3 separate regions of the Sus scrofa genome follow, and all the other regions are linked to region 3. Evidence: chromatin contacts called from public Hi-C data. All regions are on one chromosome and are shown on one strand. Each heading gives the region's core, a stretch centred on a gene start, on an enhancer-like site or on the middle of the called end of the contact. The rest is flanking DNA. Distances are from core to core; before and after follow the strand shown. Region 1 overlaps PAK4 (serine/threonine-protein kinase PAK 4). Region 2 holds the start of NCCRP1 (F-box only protein 50). Region 3 holds the start of PAK4 (serine/threonine-protein kinase PAK 4).

What was found. A called contact is a pair of places that touch in the nucleus more often than the background predicts.
Region 1: a Hi-C map of skeletal muscle shows a contact between it and region 3, with 2.8 times the contacts expected there. The contact joins the enhancer-like site here to the promoter of PAK4 in region 3. A contact is called at or near these places in 13 of 47 Hi-C or Micro-C datasets (alveolar macrophages, blood, epiblast stem cells and 6 more) and 2 of 2 datasets of contacts at active chromatin or transcription factors (alveolar macrophages and skeletal muscle).
Region 2: a Hi-C map of skeletal muscle shows a contact between it and region 3, with 8 times the contacts expected there. The contact joins the promoter of NCCRP1 here to the promoter of PAK4 in region 3. A contact is called at or near these places in 3 of 5 promoter capture datasets (fetal liver, liver and skeletal muscle), 28 of 47 Hi-C or Micro-C datasets (adipose tissue, alveolar macrophages, blood and 15 more) and 2 of 2 datasets of contacts at active chromatin or transcription factors (alveolar macrophages and skeletal muscle).

The regions. Positions count from the first base shown.
Region 1 is chr6:47,903,031-47,907,246 of Sscrofa11.1, forward strand. PAK4 (serine/threonine-protein kinase PAK 4) reads left to right here. Exons shown (of 10, transcript XM_005664597.3): 3 at 888-1,143; 4 at 3,834-4,216. The coding sequence starts at 940. Among named protein-coding and RNA genes, the nearest start is that of NCCRP1, 21 kb to the right of the region's middle. Within about 2 kb of position 1,956, at least 20 of the 83 cell types and tissues checked have an H3K27ac peak or open chromatin away from gene starts, as enhancers often do. A contact at or near this core is called in omental adipose tissue and skeletal muscle, where this site is marked.
Region 2 is chr6:47,924,153-47,928,358 of Sscrofa11.1, forward strand. It overlaps NCCRP1 (F-box only protein 50), which reads left to right and starts at 1,727. Exons shown (of 7, transcript XM_021094363.1): 1 at 1,727-2,076; 2 at 2,640-3,017; 3 at 3,606-3,668; 4 at 3,753-3,804. The coding sequence starts at 1,902. LOC110260985 (a long non-coding RNA gene) reads right to left here and starts at 3,597. Exons shown (of 3, transcript XR_002344653.1): 1 at 2,953-3,597.
Region 3 is chr6:47,867,496-47,872,071 of Sscrofa11.1, forward strand. PAK4 (serine/threonine-protein kinase PAK 4) reads left to right here and starts at 2,109. Exons shown (of 10, transcript XM_005664597.3): 1 at 2,109-2,318.

The DNA.
Region 1 (4,216 bases), core at 706-3,205, 35 kb after region 3:
CGGAAGACCACAGACCCTAAAGACAGGGACTGTTGGGAGTTCCCTTGTGGCACAGCGGGTCCAGGATCCAGTGGTGTCACTGCAGCGGCTCAGATCGCTGCTGGGACATGATGTGAGTTTGATTCCTGGCCCGGGAACTTCTCTGCATGCCACGGGCTCAGTCGAAAAGCCAGACAGGGACTGTGTGGTCTGTAAGCGTCCGTTAGGAAGTGGGTCTTTCCCCGCCGGCTGATCTTGCTGAAGCGCTTCCTTTCTCTGAGCCTCAGTGTCCTCATCCATAACGTGGGAGGGTCGCGGTGAGGCTACCTAGATGTCACACGTAGGACAGGGGCTTAGAAACCACTGGTTGAATGAGTCACCAAAGGTCTGTGGTGTCTGCAGCCCAGATTCCAGGCGGGAAAGCAGGACGGGGGTCACGGGCGTTTGGGAACCGCCCCTGAGCACAACCTCTGTGCAGGGGCATGGGGGTGGGACACCATAAAGCTGGGCAGATGGGACCTGGCCCGTGGCCCTGAGGGTCTGATGATGGGGGGTGAAAACAGTGAACTAATAAGCACAGGACCGAACAGAGGATTTCCGGACATTAAACACGCTCCGAAATGCGACGGGAGTACCCTGGGGTGTGGGGCGTTCAGAGAAGGAGTCGCTGACAGCTCTGACGCCTGAGGAGGGGAGGGAGAGCGCCCTGTGTGGATGCCAGGGAAGAGTGTTCCCCTCAGCGGGAACAGCCAGTGCAAAGGCCCTGAGGTTTGGAAGCCAGTGTGCACGAGAAGGGGAGGCGATGGGGCAGGGCTCTGAGCAAGGGACCTGACTCCTTGGGCTGCGTGTGGGGACAGACTGGAGGGGGAGAAAGGGCAGGTTCTGGTGAGCTCCCCCCTCTCCCGCAGGCCTGCTGTTAGGAGCGCAAATTCGTGCCCTCATCACACAGAGCCTGGCGCCATGTTCGGGAAGAAGAAGAAGCGGGTTGAGATCTCAGCGCCGTCGAACTTTGAACACCGTGTGCACACGGGCTTCGACCAGAACGAGCAGAAGTTCACGGGGCTGCCCCGCCAGTGGCAGAGCCTGATCGAGGAGTCGGCTCGCCGGCCCAAGCCCCTTGTTGACCCCGCCTGCATCACCTCCATCCAGCCCGGGGCCCCCAAGGTACACTGGCACCTACTCTCCACCTCTCCCAACCCACACCTACCCCCGGGACGATCCCACACCTGACCCTGCAGCCAGCACCTCCCCTTCTTGCCGACCTCCAGACAGACATTGCCCACCCCCCACCCTCACCTCACCCTCCACCATTGACCCCCCATGCTGACCTGGAACCTCACGCCCTGAGCTCTGTGCTCCTGTCCCCGGGACCACCAACTCCTCCTGGGCCTTCACAGGGCTCCTATGGCAGGTGGTGGGACAGGCGGGTTCCCCCCTGCCCTGCCAAGTGGTCAGGGCTGGGCTGGGGATGCTGGAGAGGTCGCCTAACTCAGCCCTGGGGGCCAGGCTGGCCTGTTGGAACAGGGGCCGCCCTAGCGGAGCCCTGACAGCCTAGGATGAGGAGGCGTCACTGAGGCAGTCGGTAGGCAGACAGGGCTTTTAGTGGAAGGAGCAGCCCCCATGCAGCATTGGGGTGTCTTTGGGGTTTTTGCCGTCTTGAGCAAAAAGGGCAGCGCCAGGGTTTGAGTGGAGGTCTGCTTCCAAGGCCCATGCTCTTAATCCCCCTCCTGCCTCTGTGGTCCAAGCTCCCGGGTGCGGCCTCTGGTGAGGCTGGTCTGGTCGGGGGTGCGGCCCCCAGCCTGGAAGCCGGCCTTCTTGGAGCACGGGCTGTATCCAAAGGGCAGCGGGAACCAGGAAGGGCTGCGGGCCAGGGGAACGCAGCCAGGGTTGTTCCGAGGGGTGGAGATGGGCGTGCCGGGCAGCAGGCTCAGCGCCCAGGGGCAGGCCTGCGGCTGACTCATCCTCTCCCGGTGCCCAGTGCGGGCCTGGTGGGGGTGGGCCCCAGGTGGTGGGCAAGGTGGGCAGAGACAGGAATGCGGACACTGTCCCCCAGCGTCTCCATCTGGCGGCCCCCTGAGGTGCTCGTGCGCCCTGTGCAGGGGGCATCTGGATGCTTTGACATCTCTGCCTCTGTTTAAAGAAGCAAGTGACTTCGTATCCCGATCTTTATTTCTAGCTTCTGGCAAATTGGCTGGGGCCACTGGAGGGGTGGCTGCCTCTGCAGGCACAGGCGGGGTGCTGACCCTCCTGGGCCCGCAGGCCCCACCCAGCTCACCTCAGTTCCATCCCCTGCCTGGCCCATGGCTGCTTGCCTGCTGGTTCTGTCCCCACTCTGGCACCTCCTAAAATCAAGCCCCCCGCTCAGCCTGCCAGCCATGAGCCCTACCTGGGACTGTGTCCGCCACCTTGTCTTAAGTCACAGGAAGTGCCACAGTGCCACATGGGCTGGCACTGTCCTGACTGGGGCCCCGTGGGCACTTGTGTCTGCTGCCCTCAGCTGGGCCTCTCCCTAGTCCTCCCAGAGTCTCTCCCGCCCCCAGGGACTCGCCATGTCTTTCTCCAGCACCCAAGTCTGGCCTCTGCTTTACCAGGTCTCTGAGCAGAGCCAGGCTTCCAGGCTGGCAGCCAAGGCCCGGGTGAGGCAGGGGGCAGGGGCTGGCCCCACAGGGCCACGGCGGCCTGTAAGTGGGTTTCGTGGGCTCCGTGTTTCTGGCTTTAGGATGTCTGGGACCCCATTGACAGGACAGGGCTGGGGGGCCCATAGCCTCTGCTCCCCTCAGCCTCCTCCCAGCCTGCCTCACTCACAGGTTCAGCACATGTTTATTGAGCACCTTCTGCATACCAGGCGCTGACGTAGTCAGAGCAGAAACAGGAACAAAACCATGGCTTTTTGCACAGCGGACGGCTGTACGCCTGCTCTAAGTCGCTGGCTGTCAGTGCTGCAGAGAAAAGAAGGACAGAGCGTGACAGGGGGACGGCATTGTAGACCACAGGCAGCCAGCAAAAGCATACCTCTGAGAAGTGGAGTTTCCAGCAAAGACCTGAAGGCTGGGGAGGTGTTCCAGGAGCGGGAACAGCCAGTGCAAAGGCCCTGAGATTGGAGCGCCTCTGGTGTGTTTGAGGAGCAGTTAGGAGGCCCGTGTGTCTGCAGCTGAGTGAGGGGCAGGGTGAACCCTGGAGGCTGTGACCTGGATCAGGGTGGGTGGCCGTGCCTGATGAGAGTGGATTCGGGACCCACTTTCCATGGGTATTCTCATTTGCCAGCCTGGCTTCTGGGGCACTCGTGCCCTCTGCTTTGGGTCTACTTTGGGCCTAAACCTTTCCGACTCTCCCTTTACCCCACCCTGAGCCTCCAGGGGAACAGAGAGCCGGGTTTGGGATTAGCAGCCCTGGCAGGCTGCAGGGGAAGAAGTGCCAAGCTGGGCCCTCGCCCCAGCCTCCTGTAATTAGCTGCTCTCAGGGGCTGATTACGGGGTGGCGTGGCCTCGGCCGCCTTCCCCTCCACCCCTCCCCGGCCAGGGACTGCCCCCCAGCCTGAAGAGCAAGGGAAGGGCAGGGGGTGCCTCTCAGAGTGCAGGAGGCCTCCATCCTGGGGGGGCGACAGCCTGACGGATGGGGAGGTTGTCCTGCAGCTGCCCTCCCGCCACACGTGGCCAGGTGCCGGGAGGGGCTGCGGGGCCTCCCTAGTCCTGCCACTCCCGCCCCGCCCCATCATCACCCCATGGCATTTCTTCATTCCGTCTCTGTCTTGTCTCTGTGTGTGTTGTGTCGTCCTGTCCTTGTGTGTCGGATACACGTCCTGTGTCCCCCTCCTCCTTGCCCGGCCCCTGCCCTGCCTTTGCCCCGGACCCCAGACCATCGTGCGGGGCAGCAAAGGTGCCAAGGATGGGGCCCTCACGCTGCTGCTCGACGAATTTGAGAACATGTCGGTGACACGCTCCAACTCCCTGCGGAGAGACAGCCCGCCGCCACCTGCCCGTGCCCGCCAGGAAAACGGGATGCCCGCGGAGCAGGCCGCCATGGCCAGAGGGGGCCCAGAGAAGGCGGGTGGCCAAGGCCGGGTGGCCGGTCGCAGCGAGACGGGTGGCAACAGTGGTGACAGGCGGCGGGCGGGGCCGGACAAGAGGCTCAAGTCTTCCAGGGAGGGCTCAGGGGGCCCCCAGGAGTCCTCCCGGGACAAGCGCCCCCTCTCAGGGCCTGACGTCGGCACCCCCGACCAGCCTGCCGGGCTGGCCAG
Region 2 (4,206 bases), core at 477-2,976, 56 kb after region 3:
AGAGTGACTGCTTGGGTTTCAGCTTTCATAAGACCCCTCTGGCTGAGGAGTTTGTGTGTGTGTGTAAGAGAAGGGGGTGAGGATCCCAAGAAGGAGATGATGCAGAAACCGTGGCAGGTGCAGGGGGGCGGGGGGCAGGCAAAGGACAGGCGGACAGGCGTCCATCTCCATCTACAGACTGGCTTCCTTTGTGTAGGTCTCTGGCTCTGAACCACTCCCTGCCCTGGATTCTGACCCAGGAACAGCTCTGACTCCACTAGACAGACACTTCTCCTCCTGACGCTGCCCCTTCCTCCTCCTGCTCCTCCAGTGAAGGCAGGTGGCAGGCGGCCAGACGTGGGTGTGGGTCTGTGTGCCTGCAGTGGCTGCAGGAGTGCCTCTGGTTATGCGTGTGTCATGGACTCCTGCCGGTGTCTGTCTGGGAATCTCCCGGGGGCTTCCAGGTGCAGCGGGGCTGTTTCGCATTAGTTGGTTCGCCCCCTCCCATGGGTCCTCCTTCCCCCCCAGGCCCCTGACGAATTCCTAAGTTTTCCAGGTCAGGTTACTTACTTCACCTCTCCTGCCTCAGTTTCCCAACCTGTGAATGGGGTTCCCCCCTCCCAGGGTTGTAAGATGTAATGAGTTAAAGACAGACACTCAAAAAGGTGTAACCACTGGAGTTCCTGTTGTGGCTCAGCAGGTTATGAACCCACCTAGTATCCATGTGGATGAGGGTTTGCTCCCTGGCCTCGCCCAGTGGGTTAAAGGAGCTCGAGTTGCCATGACTGTGGCGTGAGCCAGCAGCTGCAGCTCTGATCCAACCCCTAGCCTGGGAACGTCCATATGCTGCAGGTGCGGCCCTCAAAAAAGAAAAAAGAAAATGTAACCCTTATCCCCTATCGGTTTCTGTGAGCCACTCTCCCCCATACTGGGGGGGGGGGTGCAATTTGAATCTGTAGCCCTGCGTATCTCATTTGAGACTAGGTGTCCAACTGCTCACGTGCCAGCTGTGCAACCTTGGGTGAGTTACTAGATCTCTCTGTGTTTCAGTTTCCTCATCTGCCAAGTCGGAGTAACAATAGCCTCTATTTCCTACAGATGATGTGGAGATTGAATTAATTACGCCACTTAAAGAAATTTAGAACAATGCCTAGCACACAGGCTGCCCTTAATTACAGGAGCATCAATTTCGGGTGTGAGTTCAACTCCCAATGCCTGCAGCAGGCGGCTCCTGGCGTCTTTTGGGAATCTGGGGCAGGAAGAACCCATGGAAGTGCATGGGGTGATTTGGGATAGTAGGAGACTGGGCCTCCCAGGGGGGGGCCTGTGTTTCCTCATCCGTGAATTAGGGGTAACAGCAGCTCCCCACTTAGGGTTGGTGTGCAGTCACACAGGTGCTGGAGCTCATGGGGATGGAACCCAACTCCACACACATTCAATATTATCTTTCCTTTATCTATAAAAAGGTCCTTAACAGTAGCAACACGTCTTTTTTTTTTTTTTTTTTTTTTGCTTTTTAGGGCCACACCTGTGGCATATGGAGGTTCCCAGACTAGGAGTTGAATCAGAGCTACACCTGCCAGCCTACGCCAGAGCCACAGCAACGCCAGCCGAGCCAAGTCTGTGACCTACACCACAGCTCACCAGAGCCGTAACCCACTGAGCAAGGCCAGGGATTGAACCTGCAACCTCATGGTTCCTAGTCCGATGCGTTTACGCTGCACCAGGACAGGAACTCTGCAACTTCATCCTTAAACCACACACCACCCCTCCGACCCCATTAGTGGATGAAATGAACCTGTAAGCACTTGGGACAGGACCCAGCAAGCAGAAAGCACTTATTGTGGTGCTTGTTACCAGTAACCCATGTGGAACTCTGCCTGTGCTTACCTGGGCAGAGTGTGGGATGTGGCCTGGGCAGGATGTGGCCATGGGCATCTGGCCCTACAGGTTCCTCCGCCAGGCCATTTCCATCGCACCGCACCCCGGCCTCCTGCCCCCACCATCGCTCCAGCCCTCACCCCAAACTCCCTATGACCTCCGAGGCTGGCGGCTTTGGCAGCCCCAGAAAGGGGTGCCAGGCACCCTGTTACCCAGGTGGGGTAGCCGCTTCCTGTTCCGATGCTGTCTCCGGGTCTCCCTGGGGTCTGGCATCTCTGGGAGGCCCCATCTCTGGCTCCAGGTCTCTCTCTGTCCTCCACTGCCCCTCCCCCTCCCCACTAGGTTTCCGGAACAGGAAACGTCAGGGTCCCAAGGTTGGGTCCCAGGTGAGGGCGGAGGAGAAGGAAGTAGCAGAGGCAGAGCTTCTCCTCCCACCCCCACCGCCTAGCTGAGAGTGGGGGTGGGGAGAAAGAGGGGGCTTCATTAATGAACCTCTAATTCGGCCATGCGGGATCTTAACGAGGTGGATGGGCCTTATTAGAGAGCAAGAGCCCTGGCATTAGTGCCTGCCTGTGTCACACCCCTCTTCCGGGGCTGGTGTCTGGATCCTCAGCGGCCCTGGGAAATTGGGGCAGGAGGCTTGGGAAACGGAACAGGTCCGGGGCTGGACTCCTGCCTTCAGAGAGAAGGAGGGGCTGGGCCCTGGACTCCCGGGTCTGAGGGAGGAGGGCCCGGGGGCCCCGATCCGTCCCCCAACACACCCCTCTCTGAAATGCCAGTCGACGGGCTCCGCCCTCTCCCGCCCCGGGTTAACCCCGAGCCTGGCGGAGGAGCCGGGACAGTTGCCCAGACCCGACGGATGGAGGAGGTGCGGGACCCACAGGCGCTTGGCGGCGGGATGGAGGCGGACGAGCCCGCGAGCCCCCAGGAGCCGCCGTCGCCGCCGCCACCCCCGTCGCCGCTGGCGCCCGCGGCCCCCGAGACCCCCGGGCTCCCCACGCTCGAGCAGCCGACCGAAGCCTACGCACGGCAGCTGCTGCTGCAGGAGTGGGCGCCGCCGGGCGGGAGCCTGGAGCTGCCCCCGCGCCTCACCTGGAAGCTGCTCTTCCTCCGGCGGCCGCTGTACCGCAACCTGCTGCGTTCGCCCAACCCCGAAGGTGCGCGACGGGGTCCTCGCGAGACAGGAGCCGCCGGGAGTTCGCCACGTCTCCGCCTTCTCCCCCTAGGCTCGCGCTCTCAGACCGTCTGTCTCTTCTTTCCGTCCGTTTCCTTGTCTCCCTCTTCTATTTCTCCATCCTTGACTCTGCCTCTTTATTTCTCTACATCCCTCTCCGTCTTTTTCCATCATTGTGCCTCTGTCTCCTTGTGTCTCTCTGTCCCTCCTGTGTCTCTGTTTCCGTCTCTCTCTATCTCATGTATCTGTCTACTCTCCCCGGGTCTCTCTGGCTCACACTGTGCCTCTCCCTCTCCCCCTCTGCCAATATTTCGCCTCTCTTGGGGCTTCTCTCTGTCCCTCTGCATCACCACAATGCCAAGCCCCTCTGAGCATTGTCCCTCTGCTCTCAGGACATACTCAGGGCTCTCCCCGGGTCCTGACTCACTCATCCGTGTCAGGCTGCTCTGGCCTGGCAGGCAAGGCACTGATGCCTGCTTTTCCAGTCGAGCCCTGGGGTAGGGAGAGGGGAGCATGAGGAAGGAGGGCAGCTTCTGCCCTGCCTGAGGCTCTCCTTCCTTGCGCCTTTCAGGCATCAACATTTATGAGCCTGCGCCCCCTACTGGTCCCACCCAGCAGCCTCTGGAGACGCTCGGTAAGGGTTTGGTGGCAGCCTGGTGGGGAGGGGGTTTTCCTGGAGAAGGGCCACATTCTAATCCTTTGCTCCTCCGCCCGCCAGGCAATTTCCGCGGGTGGCACATTAGGACTGAGAAGCTCCAACAGAACCTCAGGTAAGTGGCCAGGGCCTGCGTGGCCAGCATTTGATTTCCCGCTCTGGCTTTCCTTGCTGTGGGACCGAGAAAAACTCTTTGCCTCTTTGAACCTCAGCCTCCTGCACTGTAAACAGGATTAGTCATAAGAGAGAATGTCCATAAAACTCAAGGCATAGGGTCTAGCTAGGAGGAGCTGGCACATAGTAGGTGGTCAATAAAGATCCGTTAATATTGTTCCTGTGTTCAGCCTCTTTCCATGGGAGGGAGAGTCAGCCAGGTCACCAGCTATCCTCCATTAAACCAAGCCCTGCTTCTGCACAGCGGGGGAAATGGCGTAACTCAGGGGCTCGAGTCACATGCAGCTGGAATCCCAGCTCTGCTATTTCTTTGCTGCTTCATCTTGGCACATCACTTCTCTTG
Region 3 (4,576 bases), core at 859-3,358:
TCATTTATAACAGCAAAATATTTATCAGCGTTTGGATGTGCAGCAAGAAAGAATGGTTCAAACACATTGCTGTTCACTGGTAGAATGGCATCTTATGCAGCCATTAAAATGAATGTTCTTGGAGAATATTTAACGATACGGAAAGATACTGGTGATATTTATAATCTTGTGTTTAAAAGATACAAAATTCCTTATAAATGTGTGTTTCCAATACCAGTTTTTTAAAAAAAACTTAGATAAAGTTCCTGATGTGGCTCAACAAGATCTGGTGGCATTTCTGGAGCCTGGGACACAGGTTGGATCCCAGGTCCAGCACAGTGGGTTAAGAGTCTGGCATTGCCGCAGCTATGGCCTAGGCAACTGAGGCTGGGATCTGATCCCCAGCTCAGAGACTACTTATGCCTTGGATATGCCAAAACAGGGAGAAAAAAACCAAAACCAAACAAACAAAAAACAGTAGATAAAGGTATAGGTTTAAAAAAAAAAACTCATTGGAGTTCCCACTATGGCACAAAGGGATCATGGGCATCTTGGGAGCACTTAGACACAGGTTTGATCCCCGGCATCGTGGGTTAAGGAGCCGATGTTGCTGTGACTCAGATTTGATCCCTGGCCCTGGAACTCCAGAACTCCATATGCCACTGGGTGGCCAAAACAAACAAACAAACAAAAAAACAAAAAAACCTCATTACACAGTCACTCATTCATTGCTGCTACAGATGTTAATTAAATGCCCACCATGCGCTAGACACTGTGCTAGGGCAGGGAAGATGCACTAAACATTTAAGAGTATCTCTGAAAAAGTGGCTTTACACCTCATCCAACCATCCATTCAACAAATGGGCAGCCCACAGTGAACAAAACAGACAAAAATCCATGCTCTCATGGAGCTGACATTCCAGCAGGAGAAAAACAATAACTATGATTAGCTAATCATCTAGCCTGTTAGAACGTGATAAGAGGAACAAAAAATAAGAAAAAGCAGAGAAGGTAAGTGGTTTAGTAGCATGTGAGAGGGACTTTGGCTGCTTTAGTCAGGGTGGGCAGGAACAGTCCCACTGATAAGGTGACATTTGAGTAAAACCCTGAAGAAGAGAAGGGACGGAGCCATGAAGGTACCAGGGGGGAGAGTCTATGCCCAACAAAAGGAATAGTCAATGCAATGACCTTGAGGTAGATGAGTACTTGATTTTTTTTTAGCAAAGTGGCTGGAGACCAGTGAGTGAAATCCAGGAAAAAAATGTTTAGTTTACGGGGGTTTCCCATCCTCCTCCCCCTCCTTTTTTTTTTTTTTTTTTTTAAACAAATCAATTACTTCTTTTTTTTTTTTTTTTTTCGTCTTTTTGCCATTTCTAGGGCCCCTCCGCGGCATATGGAGGTTCCCAGGCTAGGAGTCGAATCGAAGCTGTAGATGCCGCCCTACTAGAGTCACAGCAACGTGGGATCCGAACAGCAACTGTAACCTACAGCACAGCTCACAGCAAGGCCAGATACTTAACCCACTGAGCAAGGCCAGAGATCGAACCCGCAACCTCAGGGTTCCTAATCGGATTCGTTAACCACTGAGCCACGACGGGAACTCCAACAAATCAAATAAATACTTTTGAAAAAACTTATTAAAAAGATTAAGATCAATCAGTGTCCTGGTTCCAGGTCAAGTTCCCGGACTCAGACAGACAAAGGTCGTCCAAACTCACTATTTATTGACTATGATCCCAACTGAGCTAGTTCGCCCCGCTGAACCTCAGTTTTTAATCTGTAAAACGGATATTAATAACAGGGTTGTGACGAGTATTCAGCAAGATAATGCAAGTAAAGCACTTGACGGGGTGTCTGGCACATAGTAAAAGTTCAAAAGCTGTTTCTGGCCATAATCACCCATGCCTGCCTTCTACCCCCCATGACTGCTTTTGAGAGAAGGTGGGAAGGACTGTTGCAGGCGCCTAACCATTTTCCCCTTTAAGAATCTCAGCCGGCTGGAGCCAGCCTCCCCGCACCCTTTCCAAATTTTCCAATCCCGGCTTGGCATTTTCCTCCCTAAGGTTTCCGATTGGACGATCTTCACCAATCAGAGGCTGGAGCGGACCCTGCCGGGCACCCAGCTCCGCCCCTGAGCCGGCCCTGCCCCGGGCCGGTCAGCCCCGTTGCTATGGGGACTGGTGGGCGGCGAGGGGGGAAAGCCCCGGATGTTCGTTGGGGATTCAACATGGCGGCAGCAGTGGCCGTGGTGGCGGCGGCGCAAGAGAGCTGAGGGCGGCGTGAGCGCGCCAAGTTCCGGGCCGAGCAGCTAGGCCGCGAGCGACTGCGGTGCCGAGCCGGTAGGATAAGCGATCTGGCCAGGCGACGTGGGGGGGGTCCGGCGATGGCGGTGGGAGAGCGTTTACGGGAATAGGGGGCGGGGCCGCTGGGGTCAAAGTTGACTCGCGAAGGAAAGGGTCGCGTCGTGGGTGGGTCGCGGGTCTACGTTGAACAGGGGGGAGGTGTAGAGTAGGTCAGAGGTCGTGGTAGCAAAGGGGGCGTGGCGAAGGGGTGCAAAATTGGAAATTTGAAGTAGGAGCGTGTTGGAGGGGCAGGGGGGCGAATGTCTAAAAAAATGGGGGTCAATTTGAAGGGAGGATGTGCCTGCGAGGGTCTGAGAGTTGGAGGTTTAGGGCAGCAGCTAGTGGAGCAAATGAATGAGATTTAGGTTGGGGGACATCTGTATGGGATCAAAAGTGGGGCCTGACCAAAGGGGGCAAAGATCAGAACCTGGTGGCCCGACAGGTGATGTTCTCAGGGGTCAGAAGTTAAAACCCAGGTGGGACGTGTTGCTGAAGAGGAGGGGTAGGACATTCAAGAACAAGGTCAAGGGTGCTTCCTGCGGGGGCGGGGGGGGGCGGGGGAGGGGAAGAGGAGAAAGCCCTCCTCCCACAGATGATGAAAATAAGAGCAAACACTCCTAGAGCACTTACTGTGTGTCAGGCTCTGTTCTAAATGCTTTACATTACCTTTGATCGTGAACACAACCTTATGGGCTTGGTGCCATTATTAAGAGGTTAAGTGATTTGCCCAGGGTCTTCTCATGAGTAAGTGGTGCAGCTCAGATTTGAACTCGGGGTTCAGAGTTGTAGGCTCCGCAGGCTCTCAGATTCTCATGATGTTGGTTGATGCTTAATGAGAGTTAACATTGTACTCAGCGCCCTGTGTGCCCGGACTTATACCATAATCTTGTGAAGTGGGTACCAGATGGACCCACTTTACAGACAGACAAAGTGAGGCTCAAAGAGTTTCTACTGAGTGACAGAAGCAGATTCCAAGCTGAATCTTGAATGACCCCAGAGCTCCTGGCCCTAGTCACCACATCGTAGCTTGCTGAAGGTCTGTTCCTGGAAGCAGGGGGCTGGGCTGGGCAGGGCTGTCTCTTTGGCCTCCATGGAGGGGTGTGATCTGGGAGGAGAGGCTCCCCTGGGCCTGTGGGATGGGGTGTTTGTGGGTGGCCCAGAGTCCGAGGGAGTCTGACAGGCTTCTGGCGGGGGTCCTGGGGCGGTACCCTGGACAGAGTCGGGTGTTCTCTGTATTTAAAACCCCAGGCTCTCATCATGGTCTTCAGGCACGCCCATCCCACTTCCTACTGCTCTCCCCATCCCTCCCCAAGGTCCAAGCACACCGGCCTGTTTGCTCTTCAGCTCCATGGGCTCATGCCTCCCTCCAGGTCTTTGACTTTCCAGTTGCCTCTAATCTGGAACCTGCGCCTGACCAGCCTGCCCCCAGACACTCCTTATCTCGCTATTGTTCTCTATCTCGATGCTGGGCCCCTCGAGGGCAGGAATTTCTCCAGGTTGTCCTTTCCCTGAGTTTCCACCTGAAGCACTGCCTCGTCTGCAGAGTCTGCAGAGGATGCTGGTCGGTGGGGATTGAATGTTGGGCACGGGGCTGGGTGCTGTGTGCTGAGTCTGCAGCAGTGGACAAAATACACAGAGCCCCTGGCCCCTGAGGGCCCTCAGTGTCCCTCGGTGGGAGCAGACTGGACCCAGACCCCTAGCCTGTGATACATGGCTCCATCTCTACCAGTGGTGATGCCACCTGCGAGGACATGTTCCGGGGACCCGGAGAATGTCCAACCGGGGCCAAGAACTCTGTCCCTGGGCAAGCTCTGAAGGACGAGTAGGGGGATGGGAAAGCGTTGGCCAGGCAGGAGGAAAGGTGTGAGTGGAGGCCAGGGATGCAGAGTTGGGGGCTTGTGGGCAGCGTGTGGCCTGTGTGAGACCCCTAGGCTGCCCAGCCTGGTGGGGGCATTGGGCAGGGGCCGATGAGTAGCTGCCCCGTGTGTGGCACTCTGGGGTGGTACTAGGGAGTAATTCGAGAGGATGCTGGAGCAAGGGTGCCTGGCTCACACCCAGCTCCATCACTTACAGGCTGTGTGACTGTAGGCTGGGCCTGTTTCCTTCTCTGCAAAATGGGAATAATGATAGTGGCTACCCTGTAGAACTGCTGTGAGGGTGCAGAGCATAAACGCTAGGCCTAGGGCCTGGAACAAAATAGGAACTGGGTAAGCACTAATTTCTTTTTTCTTTTTATGGCTGTACCTGCGGCATAT